3 separate regions of the Mus musculus genome follow, and regions 2 and 3 are each linked to region 1. Evidence: chromatin contacts called from public promoter capture Hi-C data. All regions are on one chromosome and are shown on one strand. Each heading gives the region's core, a stretch centred on a gene start, on an enhancer-like site or on the middle of the called end of the contact. The rest is flanking DNA. Distances are from core to core; before and after follow the strand shown. Region 1 holds the start of Hes7 (hes family bHLH transcription factor 7). Region 2 holds the start of Slc2a4 (solute carrier family 2 (facilitated glucose transporter), member 4). Region 3 holds the start of Mpdu1 (mannose-P-dolichol utilization defect 1).

Region 1 (5,149 bases), core at 1,477-3,976:
AAGCAGGCACACACAGATTTAGGCTGAGTGGGCAAATGTACCAGTTGGGCTCACAGAGATGCCAAGATGCGGTTTCCTTTTCTCCTAGGGCCATGGCCCCTGCTTGGAACCGAGAAGGGAGAGTTGTTACTGACACATTCCGAGACCAGGCTGAAACGTTTAGGAGACAGCCCAGAGAGGAGAAGAAGGCTTAAACCGGAATTGAGACTGTGAGAGCCTGAGAAGGCAGGGAGGAGGGGCACAGAAGGTGGCGGAGCGCTCCGGAGGGGAGCGGAAAGCCAGCGCGGGGCGTCAGGGCCCCCGGGTCGCTCACAAGTGGCCCCAGCAGGTGACCGTGCCGGGTCCCGCCTTTCCCGGGCGCGGCGCGTGCGGGATCAAAGCTGCCGGCAAGGGGCGGGCCAGGGAGCTGCAGGGAACTGGGGGTGCGAGCGTGGGAGCGCAGGGTTGCCGGAGGCGACAGGGACCAGGAAAGACGACGAGGTAGCCCGGAGAGGCCCAGAGAGGGAGCAGCAGAAGGATGTGAGACTCAGAAGCCGGAAAGTACACTCTAGACCCGGAGAGACCCCAGCAGAAGTCTCCGAGAGACCTGAAAAAACTATCAGAGAGATGGAGTCGCTGGAAGTGCTCAGGGACCAGTAAAACCGGAAAACTGGAATGCCCAGGACTGAATATGGGGAAAAGGTGCTTCAGAGAACAGAAAATGAAAGGGAGAGAGAGGAAGAGGGAAAGACCTGGAAGACCTGGCCCTCCCCTGCTGAGGAAGGAGAGAACTCTTGGGCAGTGATCCCAGCTCCGTGTCCTTTCTCAGGGTTGCGCCTCAGGGAGTGTGGACAAAGATGTGTGTCGAGGCAGCCAGAACTCCCGAGGGTTAGGGGTAGATTGTGAGGACCTGCGGAGTCAGAGAATAATTTTGGAACGTCCAAGCCGGCCACAGAAACAAAACACTACATATCAGTTTTGGTTAAAATGTTAAAGCGCAAGAATAATACTTGCTTGATGTGCTGTCAATTTAACTTTTTCCTAGTTGAGGTAGACGGAAAAAAAAAAAAAGAAAAAAGCTAGAACTGTGCATTGGCCGGGAATCGAACCCGGGCCTCCCGCGTGGCAGGCGAGAATTCTACCACTGAACCACCAATGCAGACAAGGAGAGAGGTCATAATAAGCCTATGTGAACTTCTCAGAGGCAGATCCAATCCTACTTCTAGGTGTGGGAAAAGGTTGTAGAGAATCATTGAGGTGGGTGGAGCGTCAGGCCATTTTTTTCTCTCCGTTGGATCCGGCCACCGGGCCATAAAGTCATTCCATATGGCCAGGGGCGGCCCCACACCCGGGTGCAAACTGCCTCAGGCCCCGAGCCTCACGTGCAGGTGAGAAAAACTCAACCCCAATCCTGGTTCCCAAGGAGGGGGGCGGTGGGGCCTGCTGGGACCACACATCTGTGCTTCCATTTGGCTGAAGTAGGGGAAGGTGGGATGTACTGAGGGCCCTAACCCCAAATGGGTGCCTCCTTTCTCAAGTACCGGGCCCCTCCTGCTCTGCCTTTGGCAAGGCAGCCTCTTGCCAGAAAACCCTCTCAGGATGTGGAGGGCCTCTGGGAAGGGGTTCCACTTTGTCTCTGACTCCACAGCTATCTTCTGGCTCGGTTTGTAGCCCTGTCTTTATTATGTCCTTTCCCCAGGCCTTCTTGTCGTGTTAAATTTCGATTTTACCTTCTCAGGCACTTCGCCCTGAAGTCTCCAGGTGTTGACATATCCATCCTTCTGAGAGGTCATGCTCTTTGTTTGAGGTGGGTGAAGATCCCATTTTGCAACCAAACCTTTCTTGTCCCTTTAGCAAATCTCACGTCTCCCTGCTCCCCTACAGTCCCTAGAGGCCTCCAGAGCGCCCACCAACTGGTGCACTCTATGTTTTCCTGCCAGCTGTACTCCTGAATTTAGTTTTAAACCAAGTTCTTGTAAACGGAAAGGTATCGCTTCTCGGCCTCTTGGCTAACTAAGATCAAGGGTAGTGAATGGAAAGATTTCTTCACTCACGTATACTTCAAGGATTTTTTTCCCCCTAGAAGTTTCCTTTGTCCTCCCTTAGTCCAGCCATCCTTAGGAAAATCTGTTCCCGGGGACTCAAGTCACAGTATCTATAGAGTCAGTTTGGCGGCAGATTCTCCTTATTACTACGTCTGCAGGGATAAGTACTGGAGTTATTGTGGGAATTGAGTAGAAGAGACAGATACAACGGCGCCGTCTTTTCCCACAGCCAGCCAGTAGAATCCGGTAGATCTGCTCTGCACCTTTAGGGGTTGGGAGAAGATTATAATATTCAGCCTGGAGGCAGAAGCATGCCAACATTTATTTCAGGGTTGGTGGGGCTATAGTGAACCTCCAAGAAATCTACTAGTCTAGGAGACCCCCAAATTTCATGCCTAAGTGATTTCTTCCCAGTTCACTTAGACTCTCTTCCCCTAATAATCTCCTCCCTCCAGTTGGGTCCCGCCTTATTATACAGCTTTATGGTCCTTAAACCAGCCTGTGGCCCCTTCCTCCCCTCACTTCCCACATTTGGGGCTAGTTCCTCCCCTTCCCCTCCCCCTTCACTCCCTGCCTTTCCGGGAGCCTCGTGCCGGGGTCCTTGAGCTGGGCATCTAGGGGCTGAAGGGGGCGGGGCCGGGCCCTAGCCCTCCTACCCTGCAGCGGCGGGATATAAGGATCTAGGCAGCACGCGCTGAGTCCACCGAAGGGTCCGGAGGAGCAATGGTCACCCGGGAGCGAGCTGAGAATAGGGACGGCCCCAAGGTGAGAGGTGGGAAGGGAGGGAAATAGGGTCCCTGTTCAGGCCAGAGGACTTAAAGGTTCTAACTCTGTGGGCTAGGAATGAGGATGGAGACACAAGAGTGAAAAGACCGAAAGAACCTGTAAAGTATAAAGAGGGCAGGGTCAGAGCCCAACTTGCGCGGGCTGCGGAAGCGGAGGTCTAGGGGTTTGCATTATTGTGGGCTAAGGCTTGTGGCTAGGAAAGTGCCAGAATTTGGGCATCGTGGCCTATTCTAGGGCTCGGGAAGCTGGGGCAGGTGGATTATCGCAAGTTCGAGGCCACAGAGTGCACCCCTACCGAAAAAACAAACAAACAAACAAACAAAAACCAAACCAAAATAAAACAAACAAACAAAACCCCACGAAGCTATACTATAACATGAGATAAGCTAGAGGCCATAGCTGGTGGAGGAGGGTGGAAACAAAAATAGAGGAAAGGCTATGGACGCTGTCTGTAAGCGCCTGGGAACCCACATCTGACTCAAAGAGAAGACCTTTGAGTCGTTGGTTCCGGAGGTGCGAGGCCAGGTGAGAGATATTAGGAGAACGAGTGAAGGGTTTGAGTGAGAAGAGGAGGTGTGGTCGCACTGTGTGTCTGCCTTTCACCTTAGGTCTCTATCGCGCGGCTCACTAGCCTGGGGGCAAAGAGTGGCCCTAAAGTTCTTCAGTGATACACTGAGAGGGAGACGACACAAGATAGAGATATAAAGAGAAAAGAAGAGTGCCATAGAGGGGAGAAGAGAGGAGAAAGCTGAACACAGAAAGGGCAGGGAGAAGTGGGCGAGCCACGGAAAGCGACCCAAGGGACTGGGAAGTAGCAGGGAGTGAGAGGGAAACGAATGGACCAGACCCAAGCAGCCTGGGATTAGGGGAAAGGGGCGCATGGGGGGTTTTCCCAGCGGCAGGATCGGACGCTTGCGCGGCGGCGCTGAGTCTCGGTCCGGTCGGCCCGCTCTTCCTTTCCCGCTGGTCACAGATGCTGAAGCCGTTGGTGGAGAAGCGGCGCCGGGACCGCATCAACCGCAGCCTAGAAGAGCTGAGGCTGCTGCTCCTGGAGAGGACCAGGGACCAGGTCAGTTCCACCGCTGGCCCCAGGCCCCTAAGCATTCTGTACCTGTGTCCCAGAGCTTTCTACTGGGGTGGGGACATAAGCTGGAGTGGTGACTCTGGACCCAAGCCTGCTCCTTGAAATCCCATCCCAGACCCCCTCTCGCTCTCAGAACTTGCTCTTCTCCACCTTGCTGGTCTGTAAGTTTCCAGTCTGGCTCGGTAAACTGAGCTTCCAGCCTGCGTCAGTTTCCCACTTGGGGTTTTCTAAAATTCCTTATCTACCTCCCACGCCTGATCAATGGGCTTCAGTTCTGCGGTGGTTTTCACCATCCGGGTTGCTGTTTCGTACACCTCTCATATTGGGAACTGGTTCCACTCCCTCAGGTTGGACAGGCTCATCTCGGGGTGGGACGGGAACTTTTCTTGGCCATCTCCACATTCGGTCGCGAGTCATGGGGGCACCCGCAGCTCCCGTATCCGCCCCTCCCTTCTTCCCCTAGCCACTTTCCCCCTCTCTCCCCACCCCTTTCTGTCTCTGCGCCCCTCCCCCCGTCTGTAGAACCTCCGGAACCCGAAGCTGGAGAAAGCGGAGATACTGGAGTTCGCCGTGGGCTACTTGAGGGAGCGAAGCCGGGTGGAGCCCCCGGGTACAGCGCGGGGGGTGGGGCAGCGGAGGGAGGCTGGGAGGGTGGGAGCCCGGAAGGCTCCGGCCGGGGGAGGGGCGGGCTCTGAGGTGGCCTGGGACTTGGGGGAGCGGCCAGCTGTGCACCATGGCGAGGTTAATAACACCCGCGCGTGTCTGTCTCTGTGTCTCCCTCATTGCCCTCCTCTGCACGTCCATCCGGCCTCCTGTCTCTGTCTGTGCGCCCGTCTGACCTCGGTATCTCTGCGCCCCGCCCCTTCCCTCAACCCCGTTGGGCCCCTGCCCTGCCCGCCTGTCCTCCCGCCGGCCGCACCAGGGGTTCCCCGGTCCCCAGGCCAGGACGCCGAGGCGCTCGCCAGCTGCTACTTGTCCGGCTTCCGCGAGTGCCTGCTTCGCTTGGCGGCCTTTGCGCACGACGCCAGCCCGGCCGCACGCTCCCAGCTTTTCTCCGCGCTGCACGGCTACCGGCGCCCCAAACCGCCCCGGCCCGAGGCCGTAGATCCAGGGCTCCCAGCGCCGCGCCCACCGCTGGACCCCGCTTCACCAATCCTTGGCCCCGCGCTGCACCAGCGCCCCCCAGTGCACCAGGGCCCTCCTAGTCCCCGCCTCGCTTGGTCCCCATCCCACTGCTCCTCTCGCGCCGGGGATT
Region 2 (5,149 bases), core at 1,319-3,818, 830 kb after region 1:
CAGAAGGGCAGCAGAATCAGCTGCAGGAGAGCAGGGAGTACTGTGAGAGCCAGAAGCAGTGGCCACAGGGTAGCTGTGCCCAGCATAGACTCCAAGCCCAGCACCTGTAGGAAAAGACAGGAAAGAGGAAAAGTGACTTTGCTCTTCCTTCCAGCCCAAATGCAGGCGTCCTCTCCAACTCCTACTCCAGCTCCCCACAAAGCCAGGTCTTTTTACCTGGGCAACCAGAATGCCAATGACGATGGCCAGTTGGTTGAGTGTTCCCAAGGCACCCCGAAGATGAGTGGGGGCGATTTCTCCCACATACATGGGCACCAGCCCTGATGTTAGCCCTGGGCAGAAGGAAGAAGAGAGAGCCGAGGATAGCTGCATATTCCATATAGAAGCTCATACACATACATTAAGGAGAGCAGAGGCACAGAGTAGAGCCATAGCACCTGTGGGTACCTGAGTAGGCGCCAATGAGGAACCGTCCAAGAATGAGTATCTCATAGGAGGCCGCGGCATTGGCTAGGCCCATGAGGGCGCCCCCCAACACGGCCAAGACATTGTTGGCCAGCATAGCCCTTTTCCTGGCAGGCACACAGAGAGGAGGGCTGGTCACGACACCCATGCTGTGGCCCTCCGTCCTACTCCTCCCCTCCTCTGCCCTCCAGCTCCATACCTTCCCAACCATTGAGAAATGATGCCAATGAGAAAGGAAGAGATCATGCCACCCACAGAGAAGATGGCCACGGAGAGAGCCCAGAGCGTAGTGAGGGTGCCTTGTGGGATGGAATCCGGTCCCCCAGGACCTTGCCTACCCAGCCACGTTGCATTGTAGCTCTGTTCAATCACCTGGTTGCGAGGGAGGGGGGGGAATATGGGAGTAACTCTAGAGACCTTTCTCTTTCCACTGCCTGATATACCCCGCCCACCACACCCCAACAGCTGGTAGGTCACTCACCTTCTGTGGGGCATTGATAACCCCAATGTTATAGCCAAACTGAAGGGAGCCAAGCACAGCTGAGAATACAGCTAGGACCAGTGTTCCAGTCACTCGCTGCCGAGGGGGTTCCCCATCCTGGACAGACAGAAACAAAGGAAGGTATGTCATGTAGAGTCATGTTTGACTTCCTTCAGGGGCCCAGGCCTAGCTGCAGCATGAAGATTCTGGGCTCCATCCAACATACTGGATGAGAGAAAGTGGGCCATATTAGGAATTGTACAAAGATCTCACTGTAAACAGAACGCCACAGGAACCTGGGCATGTAGGAAAAAACCGATCTCTGTGTCCACACCACAGGCAAAAGTTTGAGGATCTGGACCTCAAAATTCCCCTGTGACCTTGAGACAGACTCAAGACTTGTGTGACCTTGGGTAAGTCACTTCCCCACTCTAAACTGAACCTGGATTTCCTCTTCTGTCAGGTGATATTGCCTCCCTCGGCTACCTGTCAGTCTGTGAAAACACTTGAAAAATCAAAATCAACTATAACAGTATCCCAGACAGTGCCTGTTTTATAAACTAATATAAATAATGTTTTAACATCACCTCTAGCCCTTGTCTCTTCCTTCTGGAAGTTCTCTCAGCTTGCTCCAGTAGGCCGTAAACAGGCCCAAGAATGGCTAGTCCAGAAAGGGCGTCTGGGTCATTGCTTTGGGGTAGCCTTTTAGGTCTAGGCCTAGCCAACCCTCAGCTCCTAAACTGGGACCAAGTACTCGGGGATGTGAGGGGGGATTTTAGCAGGGAGAGAGAGCCATGCCCAGGGGAAGAGGAGGGATGGTAGTGAGTGGTGTGAGGGGCGGTGGCAGTGGTGGCTACTGCTGGCGGCACAGTCTGTCTCCAAGAGGAAACCTGAGCTGGGGGGGGGGGCTGACACTCCCCTCTGCCCCTCCACCCACCGCAAGGCCGAGAGAAAGTTCAGCCTCCTGGAAGACAGCCAGCAGTGGGGGTGGGGCCCCCGAAGTGCTCGGGTCCTAGAAACACCGTAAATCTGAACAGCTCCGGGAAGGGAAGGCGAGACTCTGGATCTACCATTCCAAATAGAGTCGTGGGCAGAGTGTCACCCCATGCAGTGCACAGTAGGCTAGGAGACAAGTTCTGGATTCCCGAGAATCCAGTCTCTCAGCCTGGGCGCGTAAAGAGTCTCTCGGACCCACTCTGTCTCTTGGCGGGATTGGAATTTGACAGTCACGGGTTGTCTAGGCTGAATATAAATAGCCAGCCCCCCATCTCCAACCCCTGCGCCTGCGCAAGAACCGCCTCCTAGCTGACCCCAACCCCAAACTCAGCCCAAGAAAAACTGGACCAGATTTCCCAATTCGCCCCGGTATGCTGAACCTTACGTCAGAGCCGATCTGCTGGAAACCCGACGGCATCTTGTTTTAAAAGAAGAAAAGACTCAGGCGCTGCAATAAGAAAAAAATGAATAGGGTATAGGGTCCGGGCCTGGCCGGCACGAGACCCCGGCGTTCGGAAGCCGTGTGCAAAGGGCGGGTCTGGTGGGACTCACTGCCACAACCCACGGAACCGGAGAGCACCAAGGCTCTCCGGGATCTAGTGAGACCCGCTTGAGGGGGAAAGATGCGGAGAGCTGAAGCCACCTCCCCACTCCCGCCCCGCCATAGGACACGCCCTTCACAACACCCATTGGCCAGGAGCCCGCACACCCCAAAAGGCCACGCCCCCACCCCTAGCCCTAGTGCTGGCTGGGGAGACACGCCCCTAAGGTTCCCGCCTGCTTCTGAGTTTTCAAAGTAGGGTCCTTGGAACAAAAGGCTCTTCCCGCCATCCAAAATCTTGGACTGCGAAATTTCTGAAAGAATTGAGTGCAGCTGGTCCCCCTGAAAGGTCGAAGAGGAGGGTATGGGCTACATGTACTTGCCAGGGTACGGGGTAACTCCAGCAGGATGACATAGAGCCCGCGTGTGTGTGTGTGTGTGTGTGTGTGTATGTGTGTATGCCCCGAAGTAACCCGGAGTGGCTATTTTTAGTTCCCACGTTAGGCTCCGCCAAATGTCAGGTCCCGGGTGTCCCAGCCTGTCCCAGGCGGGGGAGGGCAAAGGAGATGGAGCCTTAAAGGGTCCGCGACACGCTTCCCACGAGGAGATGATCCAAGGGACCAATAACTTCCGTTCCTAGTGTATCTGGAGACCATGCCTGATCGTCCTTTCTTTCCACGCATCTCTGGGCGGCGCGCTGCCTACTGGCCCATCCCCTCCACATAGTCTCTACACTGGTTCTTGGAGGGGACCCAAGGGACAGGTGCTCACGCCAGTCACACCACCCTCCCTGAAGTCCCTGAGCCTCCAGGCATGTGCTGGCCGCGTGGGCGACAAGCTTTCCAGAGTCAGCTACTGTTTTGGGTCTACAGCTGAGAGGGCACGACCTAAGCACGTCCAGGGAGAGAGCTGGCGAAGAATGTGGAGAGAGAGCTCAATTCAGAAAAAGGCCCAAGAGAAGTGCAAGGCTTCTGGCGCCACCTAGAGGGAGAGCGAGGAACCTTAGTGGATTGCACCAGGGTAGCTAACTTCTGGGGTGGCTCTCTTCTATTAACCCTTCCCCTGAGAGCTCAATAACCTACAACCCAGCCCTCTATGGAACGCCAGACCTGAGTCTAGCTGCCGCCAGAATGGTACCGTTTATATGACGAACACGTACAAGTATGGACCTCCTTCAAGTTCCTTTTCCCAAGGAGCTAACCAGTCACTTTCATGGTGTCTTCTCAATGTTGGTGTTTTGACTTCTCTTGCACATTGGTTTTCTTCATCCGTACCACTACCACTTTATTCTGGACTATCCTGTCATGACTGCTTTTCTTGCTTCTCCTCTTCCCTGAAGAGGAGGGTGGAGGGGCAAGAAAGATGGCTCAGCAGATAAAAGCATTGACTGCTCTTCCAGAATCAGGTTTGATTCCCAGCACACATGTGGAAGCTACAACCATCTGTAACTTCAGTTCCAGGGGCTCCAACACCCTTTTCTGGCTTCCACTGGCCCCAGGTACACATGTGGTACACAGACATATATGCAGGCAAAATGCCCATTCACATAAAAAATAATAATTAGGGGCTGGTGAGATGGCTCAGTGGGTAAGAGCATCTGACTGCTCTTCCAAAGGTCCAGAGTTCAAATCCCAGCAACCACATGGTGGTTCACAACCATCCGTAACGAGATCTGACTCCCTCTTCTGGAGTGTCTGAAGACAGCTACAGTGTACTTACATATAATAAATAAATAAATCTTTAAAAAAATAATTAAAAATAAAAAGAGAGAAGAATGTCCAGGGGTGGTGGGGCACATCTCTAACCCCAAGGCCAGCCTGGTTTACAGAGTGAGTTCCAGAACAGCCAAGGTTTCAAAACAAAACAAAACACCTAAGCCGAACACAACAAAAACAGGAGGGTAGATTACAATTTTCAAAGCACATCCCTTTTGTTTTGTTTTTGAGACAGTCTTGCAGTACCTGAAACTGACGTGGAACTCACTATATATTACACACTGGCCTCGAAGTTGCTGTTCTACCCAGAGTGTTGGGACTGTAGATCTGAGGTTAATTCCTGCCTAGAGTCACTGTCTTTTTCTTGTCCTGTGATCAAGTTTGGATTCTCCTACCCAGATCTTCCCCTTAACTGTCTCCTTTCTTGCCTCTACCCATCCTCTTCTTCCTCTTCATCCTCTTCTTCCTTCCTCTCCTCCCTTTTTTATCCTTCCTGCCCCTCTTTCCCTCTTCCTACTGGCCTAGAACTTATATGTCAGCTAGTCTGACCTTGAATTTGTGATACTTTGGCCTTAGCCTCATGAGGCCTGGGATTACACTTGGTGCATTTACCTGTCCCTGCAGTCTGGAATACCAGAGAATGCCTATTCATCCTCCAAAGCAAGGCTCTCGGGGATGGAGAGGTGGCGCAGTGGTTAAGGAAGCCTGTTGCAGAGGACCCAGGTTAAACTCCCAGCATCTACATGGTGACTCACAACCAACTGCAACTCCAGTTTCAGGTGATCTGACATTCTCTTCTGACCCCCTTGAGTATACATGTGGCACACAAATATGCATGCAAGTAAAACACCCAAATAAAATAAAATAAATAAATCTAAAGAAAATAAAAATAATTTTAAAGGTTCAATCAGATCCTGGCAGCAGTTGTAGAGGCTTAGTTCTCCTGTAGCT
Region 3 (5,149 bases), core at 1,548-4,047, 540 kb after region 1:
ACCAGGCTGGCCTCGAACTCAGAAATCCGCCTGCCTCTGCCTCCCGAGTGCTGGGATTAAAGGCGTGTGCCACCACGCCTGGCTGAAAAAAAATTTAAAAAGTCATAAGGGATGTGTGTTGTAGTTCAGGCTTTTAGTCTTATTTAATCATCTCTGAGTTCAAAGCCAGCCAGAATTACACAGTGAGACCCTATCTCAAATACTTAAAAACTATTGTCAGGTGTGGTGGCAAAAACATTTAATCTTAGCACTTGGGATCGAAGGACAGCTATGTGAGTTCAAAGCCAGCCTGGTCTACATAGTGAGTTCAGGCCAGCCAGGGTGATATAGAGAAACTATTAAAAAGGCTGGAGATATGGCTCAGTGTTTACGAGTACTGACTGTTCTTCCAGAGGACCTGGGTTTAATTCCTGACACCCACATGGAGTTCACAACTCTTAACTCTATTTCGAGGAGATCTGACACCCTCATTCATACATACATTCAGGCAAAACACCAGTGTACATAAAACAAAAATAAATCTTTAAAGAAATCATTAGGCCAACAAGATGGCTCTGCTGCCAACTCTGTTGACCTGAGTGTATATAAGGGAATACCACAACAGAAATACATTTTAAACATTTGGGACTGGAAAGATGACTTAGTGGTTAAGAGCACATCTCTGCTCTTGCAGAGAAGATCTGAATTCAATTTTTAGCATCCTTCTCCAGTGACTCACAAATGCCCGTAGCTCCAGCTCCAGTGGCATCTTCAGGCCCTTGCAGTCATGTATAGTATACATATACACACACATATACAAGTGAAAAGACACACATAAAAAAAAAAAATCTACATTTCAAAACAACCCTGGCTGGCGAGATGGCTTAGTGGGTAAGAGAGCTGACTGCTCTTCTGAAGGTCCTGAGTTCAAATCCCAGCAACCACATGGTGGCTCACAACCACCCATAATGAGATCTGACGCCCTCTTTTGGTGTGTCTGAAGTCAGCTACGGTGTACTTATGTATAATAATAAATAAATATTAAAAAATAAATAAAAAATAAAACAACCCTATTTTGTGTGTGAGCACATAGGTGCATGTGTTCAGGTCAGAGACTTTGAGGAGCCAGTTCTCCCTTTTTGCCTTTCTGTGGGTTCCGGGAATTGTACCCAGGTTGCCAGCCTTGCAAGCCACCCCTCCAGTCCCACAGGCGTTCCCTGACTCTTTTCTCTCCCCCCCCACCCCATTCCCACATTCATACATTCCTGAACCTTCAGGTTGTCCCCACTCTTCCAGGACATTTATCCTTGTTCTTCCACTATCTCTATCATTTACTTCTTTTTTTTAAAGATTTATTTATTTATTTACTTTATGTGTGTGAGTACATTGTAGCTATCTATCTTCAGACACACCAGAAGAGGGCATTGGATCCCATTACAGATGGTTGTAGGCCACCATGTGGTTGCTGGGAATTAAACTCAGAACCTCTGGGAGAGCAGTCAGTGCTCTTAACCACTGAGCCATCTCTCCAGCCCCTATCATTTACTTCTTATCTTGGTTTTTCCAGACAAGGCTGCTCTGTGTAGCCAGCCCTGGTTGTATTGGAACTCATCCAGTTGCCTAGGCTGTCCTTGAACTCCCGCCTCTGGGTCCCTCCCAAGGGCTGGGATTAAAGGTGTGGGCCACAGTTCCTGGCAATTTCTCTAATTTTTTTTAAAAAACATTTTTCTTTCAAACCCTGTGTCCAGGGCTGATTTTCAATAGATTGCAGCGAGTGAGCTGAGCTGCTGCCTACAAAACCCTGATCCTGGCAATCTCTCTACCACTGAATCTTTGACCTGGTGGGCATTTGGCCCAGGAAGGCGTCTTGACTATTGTAAGCCAAAAGTCACTTAGAATAGAGAGATGGAGAAGGCTTATCAAAGGCCTTTGTAAAGAAAAAGGAAAGGAAAAGTGCTATACTCCCAACACTCTAGTGACTGAGGCAGGAGGACTGTTGCCAGTTCAAGGGCAGTCTGTGCCACATAGTAAATTCCAGAAGCTGGTGCTGGAGAGAGGGGATAAAAAAAAAAATTTGTGAGCCTCTGTCAGTTGAGTGCTTGGGGCGAAAGGAGGCCTACATGCCTGGCTGGGGTTTTAATTTTGTTTTATAAAATACGAGTTTTCCGCCGAGGATTGGTGGCACACACCTTTAATCCCAGCATTTGGGAGACAGAGTCAGGTGGATTTCTGAGTTCGAGGCCAGCCTGGTCTACAGAGCGAGTTCCAGGTCAGCCAGAGCTATACCCTGTCGGGGGGGGGGGGGGGGGTACGACAAAAAAGCTCCGAGTTTTCCAGCCTGGGGCTAGAGCCTGGTTAGCAGAGTAGCACATGCCGCCCTGAGTTCGACTCCCAGCCCAGAAAGGGATGAGGGTTGGGTACAGACTTCCGAGATTGTAAAACACAAATTTAACTTTTTTTCGGGAGACACCCCTTCATGCCCAAATATGGCACTTTTCCTATGCAGGGCCCCAAACACTTCCGCCCTCGTCAGAACCGCCTTCTGCCCAGCTTCGCGGTGACATTAATCGCCACTGTCACGCCAACTTACGGTTCAAGGCTGCTCCAGCTAGACCTTGAAGGCTGAAATAAAACTCACCATGAAGCAAGTCCCATTGCACGAAGAGCTGGTCGTAACATTTCTCAGGTAAAAGAATTGGCACCAGCAGCCCTTTGAACGGCCCGTCGGCCTCCCCCGCCATGTTGGAAAGCTAAGCTTCCGCCAGGCGGGACAACCCCCGCCATTTATCCGCGCCGCGCATGCGCGCCGCGCACACCCCGCCCTGCTGTCCCCGAGGCCAGGGCTGCTCTTCCCTCTCCGTGATGCTCGCCCGCCTCCTCTAGGGGACACAGGTCTCCTTCCCAGGCAGGCTTTTGTGCGCGCCTTGACGTTCGAATTTTAAAGCGTGTCCGCGTTTGGCGCCTGCGCTGTTAGGACTTCCTCACTTTTGTTTACGCTCTTGTTCTGAAAGCAAGGTCCATGCTGCCCCCTCGCCCTGTCCCCCCTGCATGTACGCCATCTTGTCTAATCTCGGCCAACTTGATAGTGTTTGAAGTTGAAAGGGAAAAGAGTTCGAGTCTTCAAAATGGCGCTAGCAGAAGCACTGCAGCTCTCTTTATCTTTCCTCTTGGTTTCTCCAGAGGGAATAGAGCCGCAAAAGAGCCATTCCGAGCTGGGCCTTCTTTCTGGTCCCCTGCTTCGTCCTCTGTCCAGATGTTAAGAGGATGACGGTGGGGCTGGTGAGATGGCTCAGCGGTTAAGAGCGCCGATTGCTCTTCCAAAGGTACTGAGTTCAAATCCCAGCAACCACATGGTGGCTCACAGCCATCCGTAAGGGGCGAGCTCCGCTGCAGGAGAGCAACCCCTGACACAACAGGGGACCTCAGTCTGCTGTGTCTAGGTGGGAACCCAGAGGGTGCGAGCAAAATTCCAGTATTTGTCTGGGAAAGGGCCCCTAGGGTTAGGCGAAGAGAGCCATCTACATTCCACCACACTGCCAGGACACCTACTCTTGGTTCAGGCTGTAGGGCATTCCTAAACTGTTTCTCAGTTCCTTGTTTTTGGGGGTGAGGGGAATGTAGTTGCTGGTCAGGGCATAATGTCACATGTACCTCTGCTGTGTGGGGGCTCTGGTCCAAGAATTTCTGTAACCTCATGGGACTGTTAAATTGGAAAGGCACCCATCCTTGGCTCCCATCCGTTGAACCATGTCCTACTATAAACAGTAGAATTTATACTTTGGTACAGTGGGTGGCTGTCTGAAAAATCCCTTTTTATATCTGGACAAGGGCAGATTGCAATTGCCACCGCTCCCTCTCCTTCTGGTACTCGGGGATGTGTTTGCGAGGCCTGAAGTTGTTCCTCGTAGCACAGCCTCATAGAAGTCGGCTGCACCAGTGGGCTCCTCAGTGAACTAGCCCCGGCCACAGTGCACATGGAATCTCATTGTTCAGTCACCACTTTTGAAATAAATTAATACAGCCACCTACTCATATTTTAGTTGTGTTGTACCTAGCTGCGCCCCGAGGGTCAGCAACAGGGTGTCAGGTCGGAATGATTCATTCTGTAAGGGACTAGGCAGCCATTGGCCCCAGAGGGAGGAGGGAATTTTGGCAGCTTCACCAGCAGTCACAGGACATTGAGGGATGAACCAATGAAGGCATTTGGTCACTCTCTGGTACTTTTGTCCCTTCTTGCCAGCTGTCTCTTGGTGACTCAGCCACGGGAAGGCACAGGAAGGCATATGACAAGAAACTCGTGGCTTTTAGCCCCGGCAGGACAAGGCAAGCCAAGAGAAAAGATTTCATTAAGTGTTTGTACTCTTAATGAGGAAAGAAAGGAGTAGTAGGTACCATTCATGTTTATTGATTCCCCACCCCTATTATAAAATCTCTTCATTGTGTTCCTAAAGACAGAGAAGGAAGGTAACTGTTGAGTCAGTGGCATGGTGAAGAGATGAGGCGCTCCTTGGTGGCTTACACAGTGGACTGGGGCAGATGCTCAGAGGGGCTGGTAGGTTGATTGTCGTCTGCGGGTGATGCAGAAGGCGATGAGCACCAGGGTGAGGAGGCCGAGGAGGACCAGGCCAATGATGAGAGGCAGCAAGAGGGACTGGTCACGGTTGCAAGAGAAACCTGGCAGAATAATGGGATCCCTGAGAATTGCTGCAGTGGTGGACGGGCTAAAGGTGGGAGGTGGGGGAGGACGGAAGAGGAAAGGGGATGAAGAAAGGCTGAGGAGCCAACCCATAGGTGAGAGCAGTCAGCAAAGGGGAAATAAGGCAGTCTTGTAGAGGAGGCGGAGGTCTAGAAAAAGAGTTCTGGGGAAGGTTTCCAGAGCAATGGGAGAGCTCTAGGAAAGAAGAAGTAGGTAGGGCTTACATGGCCCGAAGTGTCCCTTGTCAGGCAGCTGAGCAGCCTGTAGCCTTAGAGAGAGCAGGTCAAGGTGAACAGCTGGAGAAAGAACTATGCTTGCATTTCCACAGCAGAAGCTTTGGCCCAAGGGAGCTTGGAGCTCTCGAAGAGATGAATTCTGCGCCATGAATGTCCACTCTGCAGTAATTAGTAATTAAGAGTCAAATCCAGTCCTGACTCCTGAGTCCTCCCCACCAGCCCAGCACGCCCAGCCTAG

Evidence for each region. Promoter capture Hi-C pulls out the DNA fragments that hold promoters and counts their contacts.
Region 2: a promoter capture Hi-C map of neutrophils shows a contact between it and region 1, with 3 times the contacts expected there. The contact joins the promoter of Slc2a4 here to the promoter of Hes7 in region 1. A contact is called at or near these places in 2 of 39 promoter capture datasets (neutrophils and stem cell-derived epiblast-like cells) and 2 of 115 datasets of contacts at active chromatin or transcription factors (kidney and pancreatic cancer cells).
Region 3: a promoter capture Hi-C map of embryonic stem cells shows a contact between it and region 1, with 4 times the contacts expected there. The contact joins the promoter of Mpdu1 here to the promoter of Hes7 in region 1. A contact is called at or near these places in 11 of 39 promoter capture datasets (the 3T3-L1 cell line, the C10 cell line, the HPC-7 cell line and 7 more), 5 of 484 Hi-C or Micro-C datasets (CD4 T cells, LSK cells, cortical neurons and 1 more), 9 of 115 datasets of contacts at active chromatin or transcription factors (the 230-238 cell line, the NIH/3T3 cell line, astrocytes and 6 more) and 3 of 9 other capture datasets (adipose tissue, liver and macrophages).

Annotation. Positions count from the first base shown.
Region 1 is chr11:69,117,727-69,122,875 of GRCm38.p6, forward strand. Hes7 (hes family bHLH transcription factor 7) reads left to right here and starts at 2,727. Exons shown (of 4, transcript NM_033041.4): 1 at 2,727-2,789; 2 at 3,784-3,879; 3 at 4,417-4,504; 4 at 4,817-5,149. The coding sequence starts at 2,748. It overlaps n-TGgcc5 (a tRNA gene), which reads right to left and starts at 1,138; the gene lies at 1,068-1,138. It also overlaps 9130213A22Rik.
Region 2 is chr11:69,945,622-69,950,770 of GRCm38.p6, forward strand. It overlaps Slc2a4 (solute carrier family 2 (facilitated glucose transporter), member 4), which reads right to left and starts at 2,569. Exons shown (of 11, transcript NM_009204.2): 1 at 2,328-2,569; 2 at 947-1,063; 3 at 665-837; 4 at 448-572; 5 at 217-332; 6 at 1-104. The coding sequence starts at 2,360. It also overlaps the pseudogene Gm12310.
Region 3 is chr11:69,659,852-69,665,000 of GRCm38.p6, forward strand. It overlaps Mpdu1 (mannose-P-dolichol utilization defect 1), which reads right to left and starts at 2,798. Exons shown (of 7, transcript NM_011900.4): 1 at 2,618-2,798. The coding sequence starts at 2,720. Mir1934 (microRNA 1934) reads left to right here and starts at 3,192; the gene lies at 3,192-3,274. Cd68 (CD68 antigen) reads right to left here. Exons shown (of 6, transcript NM_001291058.1): 5 at 4,900-5,070; 6 at 4,362-4,653. The coding sequence ends at 4,520.